Regions from separate parts of the Mus musculus genome. Here region 2 is linked to region 1. Evidence: chromatin contacts called from public Hi-C data. All regions are on one chromosome and are shown on one strand. Each heading gives the region's core, a stretch centred on a gene start, on an enhancer-like site or on the middle of the called end of the contact. The rest is flanking DNA. Distances are from core to core; before and after follow the strand shown. Region 1 overlaps Gm15555 (predicted gene 15555). Region 2 holds the start of 4930578N18Rik (RIKEN cDNA 4930578N18 gene).

The links. Hi-C and Micro-C count contacts between places; a contact is called where the count stands out from the background.
Region 2: a Hi-C map of the G1E-ER4 cell line shows a contact between it and region 1, with 6 times the contacts expected there. The contact joins the promoter of 4930578N18Rik here to the enhancer-like site in region 1. A contact is called at or near these places in 5 of 39 promoter capture datasets (the HPC-7 cell line, HPC-7-derived erythroid cells, liver and 1 more), 1 of 15 datasets of contacts at CTCF or cohesin (the G1E-ER4 cell line), 5 of 484 Hi-C or Micro-C datasets (the G1E-ER4 cell line, the HPC-7 cell line and group 2 innate lymphoid cells) and 1 of 115 datasets of contacts at active chromatin or transcription factors (the HPC-7 cell line).

Annotation. Positions count from the first base shown.
Region 1 is chr16:76,003,088-76,009,774 of GRCm38.p6, reverse strand. Gm15555 (predicted gene 15555) reads right to left here. Exons shown (of 4, transcript NR_155447.1): 3 at 34-164. Among named protein-coding and RNA genes, the nearest start is that of Gm15555, 5.6 kb to the right of the region's middle. Within about 2 kb of position 3,849, at least 5 of the 459 cell types and tissues checked have an H3K27ac peak or open chromatin away from gene starts, as enhancers often do. A contact at or near this core is called in the G1E-ER4 cell line, where this site is marked.
Region 2 is chr16:76,118,394-76,125,080 of GRCm38.p6, reverse strand. 4930578N18Rik (RIKEN cDNA 4930578N18 gene) reads right to left here and starts at 2,468. Exons shown (of 3, transcript NR_040575.1): 1 at 2,387-2,468.

The sequences.
Region 1 (6,687 bases), core at 2,600-5,099:
TGCTTTAGGTATACAGAATAAGAATCAACATACCTGTTGAGGTTTAATTTTCTACAAATGCACTGAGAAGCCCTCTGATGTAAACTGAGTTAGAGCCGAATCTTCTTAGCCTCAGCCTGGGCGTGTCTAAGAACTTTCCATGGAGAATAGGTGCTATCCAGTCCCTGGAACCAAGTGCATTTTAGGACATTATTTTATTCCCACATCTCTACTTAAACTTTTACTATTTTGGTGAAAGTATTTTGAGCACAATGTGGAATTCCTTAGGTAGACCCTAGATTGTCCTGGGCTGTACAGGAGATAGATGATCTGGTGGGAAAACATTGAATGATTCATGGTAGTAGAGGTGCCAAAATGAAAGATACTTATTTGAGGTTTTAAATGAGTACCAACTTGGGTCTTTTGGAGGGTAGCCATGGTAGATCCTCTTTTGTGAGTGCTCCACAGCCTCAGCAATAGTGCCAGGCCTTAGGATCTCCCCTTGAGATGGATCCCACTTTGGGCCTGTTGCTGGACCTTCTTTTCCTTGGGCTCCTCTCCATTTCCATCCTTGTAATTCTTACAGACAGGAACAATTATGGGTCAGAGGTGTAACTGTGGGATGGCAACCCCATCCCTCACTTGATGTCCTGTCTTCCTGCTACAACTGAAAGAGTCAGGTGCAGATATTTGCACACAACCAATGGACAGAAGCAGCTGACCCCTGTTGTTGAATTAGGGAAAGGCTGAAAGAAGCTGAGGAGAAGGGAGACCCTGTGGGAGGACCAGCAGTCTCAATTAATCTGGACCTCTAAGATCTTTCAAACACTGGGCCACCAAACAGACAGCATACATCAGCCAATATGAAGCCCAGCAACACACATACAGTAGAGAACTTTCGGGTCTGTGTTCATTCAGAGAAGATGCACCTAACCCTCAAGAGACTGGAGGCCCCAGGGAGTTTAGAGGTCAGGTGGGGTGGGGGCTGAGGGCATCCACGTGGAGACAGGGTGGGGTGGGGAGGAGATGTGAGACATGAAGCAGTCAGAGGGTGGATGTGTGGGCAGGGAATGGAATATGGGGTGTAAAACATAAAGTAAAAGTAAAAGAAAACTAAAAGAAAAAAAATGAGTGCCATCTTTAGTACCAGGCCTGTGCCCTAATTGTAGTTACAGAAGGGTTTAGTGATAGAGAGTGGGTCTACAGGAGACTCAGTTTAAGATGAGATTTTTATTAAAATTTTATTGTATTTAACAATATCTAGTGAGCTAATCTTAGGTTCACACACACGCATAGGTTTTGGAGAAATGCTGCTAAAAGCAGGTAAAATGTTTCATAGTATTCCAAACTATGCAATCCGATCAGTATAGTTGAAAGTACGTTAATATTGTGACTTTAGAACTGACTACTTTGTTGTCATATTAATTTAGGTGTAGACTATAAATGCTTGAACCTGCACCTATTTTAATACCTCCTTATGATGTCCAAAAGTAATAAATGTCTTGATTAAGGAAAAGAGTGAGAATATAAAATATTTGTCTTTCTGCCAAGTCAAGGTTAACTGGATCAAGCCTGAATTATCTGGTGTGCAATTGATATTCATTAAAGGAAGAAAATAATTTTCAATTTTCTAATCCATTTTGTATCTCATAAATTAAATTGATATGAAATTTGAGGTTTTTTTTTCCAAAAAATGAATTTAAATTCACGACAGAGAGTGTCCTTTTTATTTATATGTTATATATCACAATCATTCAATGAATAGTTGTAAGCAATATGAATGGATTAATAAAGGCTTATGACTCCAGCAAGATAAAATATTAATAAGCATGGAGAGCCCGTGATGCAGTGTTTGTAAGTGTGAGCTCTGAGTGGAGCAGGTATGAACTCTCTTTCCTGCGCTGCTCCTTGTAGGCTGTGTGGCTGTGGAAGGTGCCTGGGCTCCTCTAATCTCTGCATTAGCCTGGACGAGATGGATTGCAGAAGTCCAAGTCTACTTTTCCAGGTTGCAGGAAAGCTTTAACACATGGGATAGACTTCAGAGGGGCTGCTGCCTCAGACTCTAGAACAAAACCTCTGATGTCTAGATGGAGGTATCATGGTTGGTATTGCTCACAGTTAAGAACTGCAAATTAAGAAAAGTTTTTCAAAATGTAACTTACCCCCTTCTGCTTGTCCTTCTAAACCTTCTCATACCCACATCAGGTCCCCTTCAAATTCATGACATATGTGAATATGAGGCTCTCTCCCTCTCTCTCTCTCTCTCTCTATATATATATATATATATATATCTCCTTTGATACTGTCTATTTCTTACCCTTATACATTTTTTAGTGATGACCACTCAGTATTGGGTAACAAATTAAAGATCTCATCTCTGCTAAAGATAGTAGTTTCTCCTCTCTCAGAGGCAACCAATATTGTGTAGCCCTTCATCCGGGATATGGATTTTGCTTTTCAAAAATTTGTTGAAGAACAAAAATGGAAAGGGTAGAATGAAGCCGAACCTAGTTGTAGCTCCCCACTCCTGTCTTAAAGCTGAATTATATAGCCACAGGTACCAAATGAGTGTGAGAAAAATGGTTACTTTAAATGCAGAGGACTAGCATGTATAAAATATATGACATATTTCAAAGAATATATAAAAACAAGCATAATATATCTTGGTAGTGAGAATTATTTGCTGACAGTGTTTGAGATAGGATAAGTGAAATATGGCTCATTTCCATTTTTATTTTATTTTATTTTTTTAAGGTACAACGTTTGTATTTAGATGACTTTATATTTGACCACTTCGCTGCCCATCAAGGTCATCTTACCCCTTCCAAAGCAAAACTTCAACAGTTTTCTGTCAAGCCTTTCTGAAAACAAAGAAAGGAGCTTCTTCCATTCATATAATCCACCTATAATTCCTTTCTTTGAGTTGTTTTATCTCCACTTGAATTAAAAGGACATATTGATGACCCCCTCCAAGTGCTGAGACCTTTGGCATCAGATCCAAAACACCTTACTTTAGGATCCATTTTAGGATGGATAATCAATGTTCTTACCAACTCCTGACAACCCACTTCTCTCATAAATGAATTCAGAGTACATTCATTGCAAAGATGCCACTACCAAATGATACTTAGAATGTTTATCTCAGAGCTGCAACTCAAGTTTAATATCTGGCGCTCATAGCTATATCCTACCATTTCCTAAACATGGCTACAAGACGTGCCTCTGCTTTCAAATCTGATCTCCCAAATTTTACCTGAATGTTCACAGTCAAAGTCATGGCTGGTCTAGTCTCCATCCCTAAGTAAACCTCTGGAATATGGTTTGTAGCCTTTGGCCTCTGCATAGAGGAAGGCTTGGGAGAGACATGCCTCTGCAGAATGTGGGGATGGCTGCCTTGTAGTAGGTGGGACTCCTTTGCATCTTGAGAAAATTACTGGAAGTATTTCTACTTCAGGGGCAAACAATCATTTAGCACAGGGGCATAAGGGAAGTCCTCTGCAATATTGATGGCTTTGTAAAGTGTCAAGTCTTTGTAAAGGAGGCTTTCCATGAATTAATATAGAATAGAATGTCAAAGACAAAGGATTTAGCAACTACTGCAATAGAGAATAAATCGCAAAGCAGTTACCACACACAAAGTTTTCTAAACTCCTGGCAGGTAGAATTCAAAGGGAAACTAAGGCTTGTGACTTTGCTAAAATGCCAGAGTCAAGGCCAGAGTTCTGGCTTCCCAAATATCAACTTTTTCTTTGGCCTCTGCAACAAGCATGAATGTCAATGCTGTGTGCGCACACACTGCACAAGAGAAAGAGAGAGAGAGAGAGGAAAGAGAGAGAGAGATGGGGGTAGTATAGGGGTCATTGGAAGAGTGTGTTTAGGGGAGGTGAGAAGCAAGGAGGATGGGTTTATGATAAGAGAAAGGATTCAACAATATAATATATATGCTAAATGAGTCTGTTATCTGGAGAACCACAGCAGATAAAAAAAATCTTGAGCTGGCAATGAAGTTAATAGAGTTGAGTTTTATTCCCACTCGTGGCTGGGAACTGTGTGTCCTTGGGAATGTTATTGAATTACTCTGACCCTAAGTTTGTGAGCACTGTGGATAGAAAGATTTGCTTCTTAGTTTGTGGTGAGGATTAAATGTTATTGCGCACGTTAACCACCTGGCACCCTGCATGCTAATGGCCGTTTCCCTTTCTCTGCAAGCCCTCACACCAGGACAGAGCAATCTTTTTAATTTAATATCCTTGACTAAATGGCTTTAAGTCAAACTATCACCATTGCTTAGATATCGTTTTGTTAAAAAAAAAAAAGCTGCTCAAAATAATTTGTGATCAGCAATCTTTACCTAAAAGCATTGATTTTTTTCCTAGGCTGGACAAGATGTAGCAATAGGATTTATTGTTGATGTGCATTAGAAAACTCAAGGTCTGACTCTCCACAAACTGCCTTGAATACCAGGTATATAGTGCAATATTTGACAATTCAGTCTGAGATGCCTACCACAGGGGACAACCACAAACAAGAAAGCCCATCGTGGGTGCATTTGCTCTATTGCACATTTCATAAGTCAGGGGTGTCTCTTCCCTTATATTTTTAAAATGCAAGTTCAATTTTGTAACTACTCATTCATCGACATTCTGTGCTCATAAAAAACACAGGAGAAATCAATTAAATTGTTCCCAGCTACCAGATGTTAAGGAGAGAGTAATATAACAGAGTCAAGCACAGTTTTAAAGACAAACAATATGATGCGTGTCTAACAGTTGCTTAGAGCTCAGCAGTAATGAGGCCAAGGTCAGGAGTTCAATCTCCCATGGCCAGTTAGCTTTGCTTCAGTCTGGAGCCACCAGCAGTATATGTGCTATACATCTTGAATGTTCACCCCATTGATGGTTAAGGTGCATTGCAGAGAAGGTAACAGCAAGATTTTATAGGCCACAGGAAGGACAGCTTAAGGATAATTCTGCCTTCTGCTTGCTTTCTCCTATCTATAAAGGCGTTCTGTCACCATTATCAGTCTTAAGGCTACTAAGTGTAGCCCATTGCTTTCAGCTTTCAAGGATGCATTGGGTAGCAGCTGAAGTGCTAAGAAAGGAAAGTGCCAAGAAAGAAAGGAATGGCTTTTCCACAATGATTCCCCAGCCTTGTGAGGAGGGGATATTCCTGAACATTCTGGCTGTATCTTACTTACATCATGGTCTCTCGAGGTGTGAACAACTGCTACCTCATGCTTCCAGTGCCACAGATGAAGGCAATCCCCTCTGTCATCCCTTCCCTACCATGGTAAAGGGATCATTCTACAAATAAAGACAAATTCAACCTCTCCTCCTTCAAGCTCTTTCTGTGAGGTGTTTTATCCACTGCTATGCAGAAGTATTATTACATACTGCCTTCACTGAACTGTACTGGCACCTTCACCATCCTGCGAATTGATCAGTGAAGAAATCTACTTACTTAGATGTTAATCTCAGCTTAAAGAATGCCTTCATGGGGGTGTCTACACCGGTGTCTTACCAAATATCTGAAACCCATGCTGAAGTGTCTTGATACCTAAGATTTTGTTATCGCTGCCTTTTTGCCCTCATCGACATCTTCTGGAGTCTTTGGCCTCATGCCTCACTTGAACTTAGAAGAATCAGACAAAGCTGATAGGAAATGAGTTCCGTGGTTAGATTACAATGACCGTGGGAATAGGATGTATTTACTTACACATTTCTATGAAGCAGAATCCCAAGTGGAGGACCTGCAAACCATGCCATGAGAGCAGGCTTACAAAGTGAACTCAGAAACTGGAGACTTCACTACAAACGGGTTTCAGAGATCTGAGTGCAGCTACCGTTCTGGATGAGCTGTCAAGAACACCCCCTTCTCCCCGCCTGAACCTTTGAGTGAACCCTCAGAATTTGGGGCTAAACAAATATAGCTCAACACTGTGAGATAGTAACACAAAAGATTCATTTAAGGCCTACCTGTATTTCTTATCCATAGAGACTGGCAGAGACAAAAATGTGTATTTTTGTCAGCCATTAGCTTTTGGAGTGATTTGTTGTATAGTAAGAACTAATGAAGGAATTAAATTATTATATTTACCAGAATGATTGGCTGATAACCAAATCTTTACTAACCAACTGAAGTTATAAAAAACAAACAAACAAACAAACAAACAAACAAACAAAACCAGTTGAAGACCAGTGAACACTCAGGATTGTTCTTGATACTCAAGAGTTTTCAGTAGGGACGCCAAGAAGACACCACAAAGCTAGCCACCCAAGAGAAGTGCCACTCCTGCTGAAGTCAAGAAGGACCAAATAGAAATATTATTACCAAAACAGAAAGCTTGGAACCACGGTTATGCGCTGAAATTTAATAAGGAAGTTAATTCTCACACTATGTTCTGCTCTGTGTTATCAGCCAGGTTCACATGAGGATATCAGGGTAGGCCAGTGATGGAACACATCCAAACTGTACATCTTCACCAGGTGGCAGGGGGTTAGAGAGACCTCCCTCCCTCCTTCCCTCCTTCCCTCCTTCCCTCCCTCCCTCCTTCCCTCCTTCCCTCCTTCCCTCCTTCCCTCCTTCCCTCTCTCTCTCCCTCTTTCTTCCCTCCTTTCCTCCCTCTCTTCCTTCTCTCTTTCATACTATAGTCTTATCATCTTCACCTTCTTCTTTCTTAAAAAAATTGAGGACCAACAAAAAACAGAT
Region 2 (6,687 bases), core at 1,219-3,718, 120 kb before region 1:
AAGCCAGATGCTAATTAGTGGTAAAAAGAACAAGTTTTAGATTACTGCCGTGGACCCCAGAACCAAACTAAGACTCACACGCCACCTTAGAGATTGACTGCCCATCCCGGGAAATGGACTTATAAGTACAGACATAGTTTGCAACCGACATATAAGAGCATGTGGGTTTAGGTTGTGAAGCAGACTGTCCTGGAGCAGACTGTTCAAAACGATGTGGTAGAATTCCTTTTTTTTTTCTTTTTTTTTTTATTGGGTATTTATTTCATTTACATTTCCAATGCTATCCCAAAAGTCCCCCCCCATGCTCCCCACCCACTCCCCCACCCACTCCCCCACCCACCCACTCCCACTTCTTGGCCCTGTCGTTCCCCTGTACTGAGGCATATAAAGTTTTCACGACTAATGGGCCTGTCTTTCCACTGATGGCCTACTAGGCCATCTTCTGATATATATGCAGCTAGAGACAGGAGCTCCGGGAGGTACTGGTTAGTTCATAATGTTGTTCCACCTATAGGATTGCAGATCCCTTTAGCTCCTTGGGTACTTTCTCTAGCTCCTCCATTGGGGGCCCTGTGATCCATCCAATAGCTGACTGTGAGCATCCACTTCTGTGTTTGCTAGGCCCCAGCATAGTCTCACAAGAGACAGCTCTATCTGGGTCCTTTCAGCAATATCTTGCTAGTGTATGAAATGGTGTCAGCGTTTGGAAGCTGATTATGGGATGGATCCTCGGATATGGCAGTCTCTAGATGGTCTATCCTTTCGTCTCATCTCCAAACTGTGTCTCTGTAACTCCTTCGATGGGTGTTTTGTTCCCAATTCTAAGAAGGGGCAAAATATCTCAGAGGCTCACTCCAGTGCGATACTTCTTTCAAGCTAAGAGGTAATTTCCCCCAACTTTGTGAAAGGCACCACAGCCATTTGATTTCAGTTTATGCAAAGTCCTTTGGGCGGAAAGAAATGAGATGTTTTAACAAGGCAATTTCTTGCAGAAAAGTACGGGGCATAACAAATAACAGAACAATTGACTCCAGGAATAACTTTCTTGCTTTTCCTTATTCCAGATTGGCTCATTTATTTTCAGTCCTTAAGAAGAGTAAGGTACATTGAGCATGAATCTAATTAAAGTCCTGTCACAAGTGTCATAGTAATTTAGACCTGCTTGGAAGTCTGGATGCCTGTTGCAGGCTCTAACAAGATCTGGTTCCCCACTTTTTTAGCTCATTCCCCACAACCCATTTGGACGCTCACCCTCCTTGCTTTGTATTGGACACTCCAGGTGTTTCTGCCCCCAGATCTTCCTCTGTTCCCTGTAGGTTTTTTGTCCCTGTCTTTACCTTACCTTTGTCCAGGTCTAGACACAGGAGGCTCCATACACACCATAGTGGCAGACTGTCTTTCTCCTTTTCTGTATTCCCAGTCTGCTTAGCTTTCTCAAAGCCTTTATGACTACACTACAGAACACCTGACCTTATACTGTTTCATGCCCTTCTTCTCTCTCTACCCAGATTCTGGGCTTCCAGAGGTCATGGTATATTCGTATTTGGCTTGATCTGTCTATTCCAGCCCCTGTCCCTGCCTAGTCAATGCTGCATTTGGCAAACGACACAACAGAATGGGCTCTTTTAAGTGATAGGTCTTCAATTATGTTTAATCTGTATTAAGCTCTTTGTAGAAATCATAACTCAAGCAACAGGATTAATGAAAAAAAAAAACTTTTTTTTTTCTCCCGTTGCCTTAAGTAACAGATTGAAAATTCCTAGGACAGGGTAGAACAGAGAAGTCGACATTAATTTAATTAAAGAGGAGCCATTTAAGATAGCAGAGTCATTTTGACCCAGTGTTAATGAGGGGAAACTGACATCGCAGCTGGGCCCCTCTCCTGGCTGCGTTCATGCTGATTACCAAATATGCGAACACAGTCTGCTGCCTCCAGACTGCTGCTGCAATGGCAGGTGGTGTCTCCTGTCTGAGGAGTTGGGGGCATTTCTTGTGAGAAGGTCAGCCACTCAGGGCAGTGAGAACATGAAGGAGCTCTTTCTCCTACAGCAAGTCTTCAGAAGAAGAAGAAGAAGAAGAAGAAGAAGAAGAAGAAGAAGAAAACCATGAGAGAGCATATCACGCCTCAGAATTCAGATGAAAACTTCTCCCAGGGTTCCTTGACACCCGGTAACTACATTTACAAGCGATAAGCAGAGCCAGACAGGAAAGCAGGGGTGAAGTCAGAGGACCTGCATCTCTTGCTATCGCTCCTTGATCTGCCTGCCCTTCAGACTCATGTCTTTCAGGAAGAAAGCATTCTTGCTACCCTCCAACGAGCATTCAACTCACTCAGCTCACAGGTCTAGCCTCCAAATCCTCAGTGCTCTGAAGAAAACATTCTTACCCATGAATGGCATTCTGCTGCAGACTATGTGTCTAACCGTCTTGAAGGGACATCTCCTCCATGCCATACTTGGCAGCAGAAATGGCCACCGCAGAGAGTAATAAAGCATGACTCCTCTCCATGGTGATGAAGTGTAAATGATGTCATAAATCCCAGGGAAGGGGTGTGATCAACTAGTTATGGGCTCCCTATGGACAGCATGTCAATAACTAAGGGAGTGAAGAAGGCCTCCGTTGGAAGGTGATATTTGAATCTGAAAGATGAATAGGACATTGTATCAGACAGAAATGTCAGGGAAAGGGCACACTACGGAGAGGAAACAACATGTTTCAAGGAGATAAGGCTCATGTAACATCAGGATTTTAGGTCTCTTTCTCTCCCTCTCCCTCCCTCCCTTTTCCTTCTCTCTCTGTTTGTCACTGTCTCTGTCTGTCTTTCCCTCTCCCTCCCTCCCTCCCTCTCTCTCTCTCTCTCTGTGTTTCTGTCTTTCTGTGTACCTTTATTTCTCCCTTTCTCTCTGTTTCTGTCTTTCTTTCTTTGTCTGTCTTTGTCTCTGTCTCTGTCTCTCTTTCTGTGTGTGTGTGTCCAGGTAGCTGTATGTGCAATCCTAGGCACAGTATATTGGAGGACAGTGGTTACATCTGTAGGAGCTACCTGTTTCCAACCCCCAGTGTAAAGTGTTTGAGGCAGGGAATTAGACACATACTCCCCGCCAAGCTCTGCAAGAACTAAAGACAGTTTCTGTGTAGAAATTCTATCACGTGTTTCTGAACTGCCATGTCTGAGTGTATTCACTCTCATGACCACCAGAGAGCCTGCTCACAACAATCATAGAAAGTTATACGCTCTATATCATGTGTCATATCACTCAAGAGTGATATATGTGTCATATCACTCAAGAGTGGGTTCTAACAGCACAGGATATGGTGTGGGGTGATGGGCCGTACACAGACAGCCTGGTCCCAGTCAAGCAAAGGTCTGGAACCCCAGTGACTTCCACCTGCATGGGACAGAAGGTGTTTGGTCTTGCCTCCTGGGTCCCTGGCTCTTGTCACATAGCTACAGCCTCCCACAGCCCTCCACAGAGGAATATGTGGTCATCAGTCAAGTAGGAGCAGCACCAAGCCCTCCCACACACAAATAAGGTTTCTTCCAAGCTCTTAGACCAAACCAATGAGAAGTACCTGTTGTCAGACCCTTACGTACCCCAAAACTGTATATAGGAATCCTATTTGGAAGGATTAAAGGTGTGTGCAAACTACTCCATAGTCCAAACCTTCTGTCCTAAGAGCTGTAACACTTGGGAAGAGGTCTACCCTTCTGAAGCTTCCCTTCGCTGGAACTCTCATACCAAGCAAGGCCAGAGATCTCCGTGGAAAGCCTCTGGTACCCAGACCCACAGTATGGTATTACCAGGCCTCCTTTACTCAGCAAACAGACCTTAGAGGGATGAGGATGCTCATCAAGCTCAGGGATAGTCAGGTACCACTGGCGGAGGAGGCCTCGTTGTACAGGCTCCACGGCAAAGCCTATGTTTGTACTTCGTCTCATAATCATCAGAGAAATGAGTGAACTTGGGGGGGGTGCAATATTAAGTGAGTTTTACAAAGACTATTCTATCATTTTTGTTGGCAGGAAAATAATTTTATAAAAAAAGGAGAAACATATAAGGAATGAAAGAGAGAAACTTTTAACTCTGGTAATTACATGGCATTTAGACCAATGCAAATCGAAAGAGAAAGCAAAGGAGCTTTCAGGCATTCTCTGTCCCAGAACAGTTAAGTCTAGGTTCTTTGAACACAACCAGTGTTGCGCTTGGGATGGGGGGTGGGTGATGGAGTCTGGGTTCTTTGAATATAGCCAGGGTTGAGCTTTGGGAGGAGGGAAGGCCCATCCTTGGTTGTTTTCACTTTCATTTTAAAAATCATTATTTGACTATAAAGTTCTGTCTTTGCACAGGTCACTAGTAGATTCCAGGATAGACTGCCAACTGTCAGCTAATTATGGTCCTTGCTCAAGACATTCCATAGCTAGAGATGGTCCTCCCCAACCTAGATGGGACCTTATTACTCGATTCTGTTTGCAAGAGTGGTGAAAATATAGCAACTCCAGACCCAGACCCCAGATCTTTTCACATCAGTCTCCAATTATGATATTATATAGTCCATGGCTACACACACACACACACACACACACACACACACACACTAATTAATATATGCACCACCTCTTAGCATGTAATGCCTATAGGCAGTAAAATAAAATGTCTTTCTAAAAACATTCATACTGTTACGAATTTTTACATATGGTGTGTATGTGCTGGTGTGCACATGTGCTTATATGTGTGTGTGTGTGTGTGTGTGTGTGTGTGTATGAGTGTGTGTGTGTGTGTGTGTGTGTGTGTGTGTGTGTGTGTGTGTAAGTGTACCAAAGATGCATCACAGTGTGTAAAGGTCAGAGAATAATGTTTTCTGGAATCTGTTCTCTCCTCTTTTGCATGGGTTCCGGGAATCAAACTGGGGTTGTCAGGTTTATCAATCTCATTGGCCCAAGAATGTCTTCTGAGGATTTAAAACATAGCTAAGGAATCCAGGAGAGTTTAGTAGGTAGTGGGAGAAACAGTTTCAGATCTTTTTTAAAGATAAAAAGTAGGTGCCCTCTAATTTGACATTTGATGAGGGGAGTCGACATCTCCATGAGGCAGTTGAAATGCGTGGGGCTAACAGTCACACACTCACAAGCAATCAGTGTTTTGTGAGATTGGCTCAGGCAAACACCTGAGAACTACTAAAGGCTCATAAAAGAATTACCCTAATATTTTGTGCATCTTCAGGGAACTCTGGATCTTCTTCTAAGCCTTACTCCCTCAACTTCAGGCACTGCCTTTACTGCCGTATCAAGGACAAAGCGCCCCACATAAATCCTTCAAGGGCATTGCTTCAGTTCAGGTTCACCTCACTGTGAAGAGGCACTGTGACCAAGGCAACAACATTTCCTTGGGGCTGGGTTACAGGTTCAGAGGTTCAGCCCATTATCATCAAGGTGGGAAGCATGGCAGCATCCAAGGAGGCATGGTGTTGGAGGAGCTGAGGGTTCTACATCTTGCTCTGGGGAGAACCAGAAGACTGTCTTCCAGGCAGCTAGATGGGTCTCAAAACCCATTCCCACTGTGACACACTTCCTCCAACAAGGCCATACCTCCTAATAGTACCACTCACTGGGCCAAGCATATTCAAACCACTAGAGACACCTGAATCTTTTCACATATACACCTTTGTGGGGCACTTAAATCATAGCAGAAGGTCAGAGGTGGATCTTGGGAAGTTGAGCAGCAAGGACACAGAGAGAGAAAGACACAGTAGCAAGAAACACAGTCCAGAGAATGAACTGTATTTGGTTTTAGAATTCATTAGAATTCAGGAAAAATTTCAGTGGAACTAGAAAACAAAAGTATAGTGCCCCATTTGCTTTTTATTTCTCCTGTCAACTTGATACAAACTAGGATCATCAGGAGGAGGGAATCTCAACTGAAAGCACTTCCATCAGATTGCTCTGTAGGCAATCCTGTGTGCGGTAGGGTACTTTCCCCATCACTTATGGAGGGAGGACTCAACCCACTGTGAGTGTTCCCATTCCTTGGCATGTGGGACTGGGTTATGATATAAAGCAAGTCAAGAAAGCCAAGAAAGAACAATCCAACCAGCAGTGCTCATTCATCGTCTCTGATTCAGTTCACACCTCCACGCTTCTACCTTGACTTCTTGTTGTGGCCTAACTGTAACCTGTGAGATGTAGTACACCCTTTCCTTTCTAAGTTGCTTTGGCTGTGATATTTAGTATCAGAAACAGAAAGCAAAACAGAACACATTGCATTGAGTGAGAGAAATACTAAGAAAGAAACAAAAACCAGCCTGCGTTGGAAGAGCAGAGGTCAAGAATGGAGATGTGTGCCTCATTCAAAGTTGGAAAATGAGCAGATGATTGTTAAGCATGCTTGGACAAGCACAACAGAACGGATAGTCTGAGAGAAAACAGATTCTTCTCTTGGTCTTATTTTATACAGAATACTGCCAGTTATAAAATAGCCTCAGAAGGCATCCAGTAAACATTTAGTGAAGGAATGAGTGGGAACAGGAAGAAAGAGAAGAGAGAATATGAAATCAGGGGTACAGATGAAATGTTATGTTTGGAAGAGAGGCAGGCCATCACTTGGGACAAGCTCAGAGGAGGGATCTGGAGTTTAGCAGGTAATCTAGGAGTTGGGTTTTGCGACTGATGGCTGCTGTTTTCTCTGTGAGGTA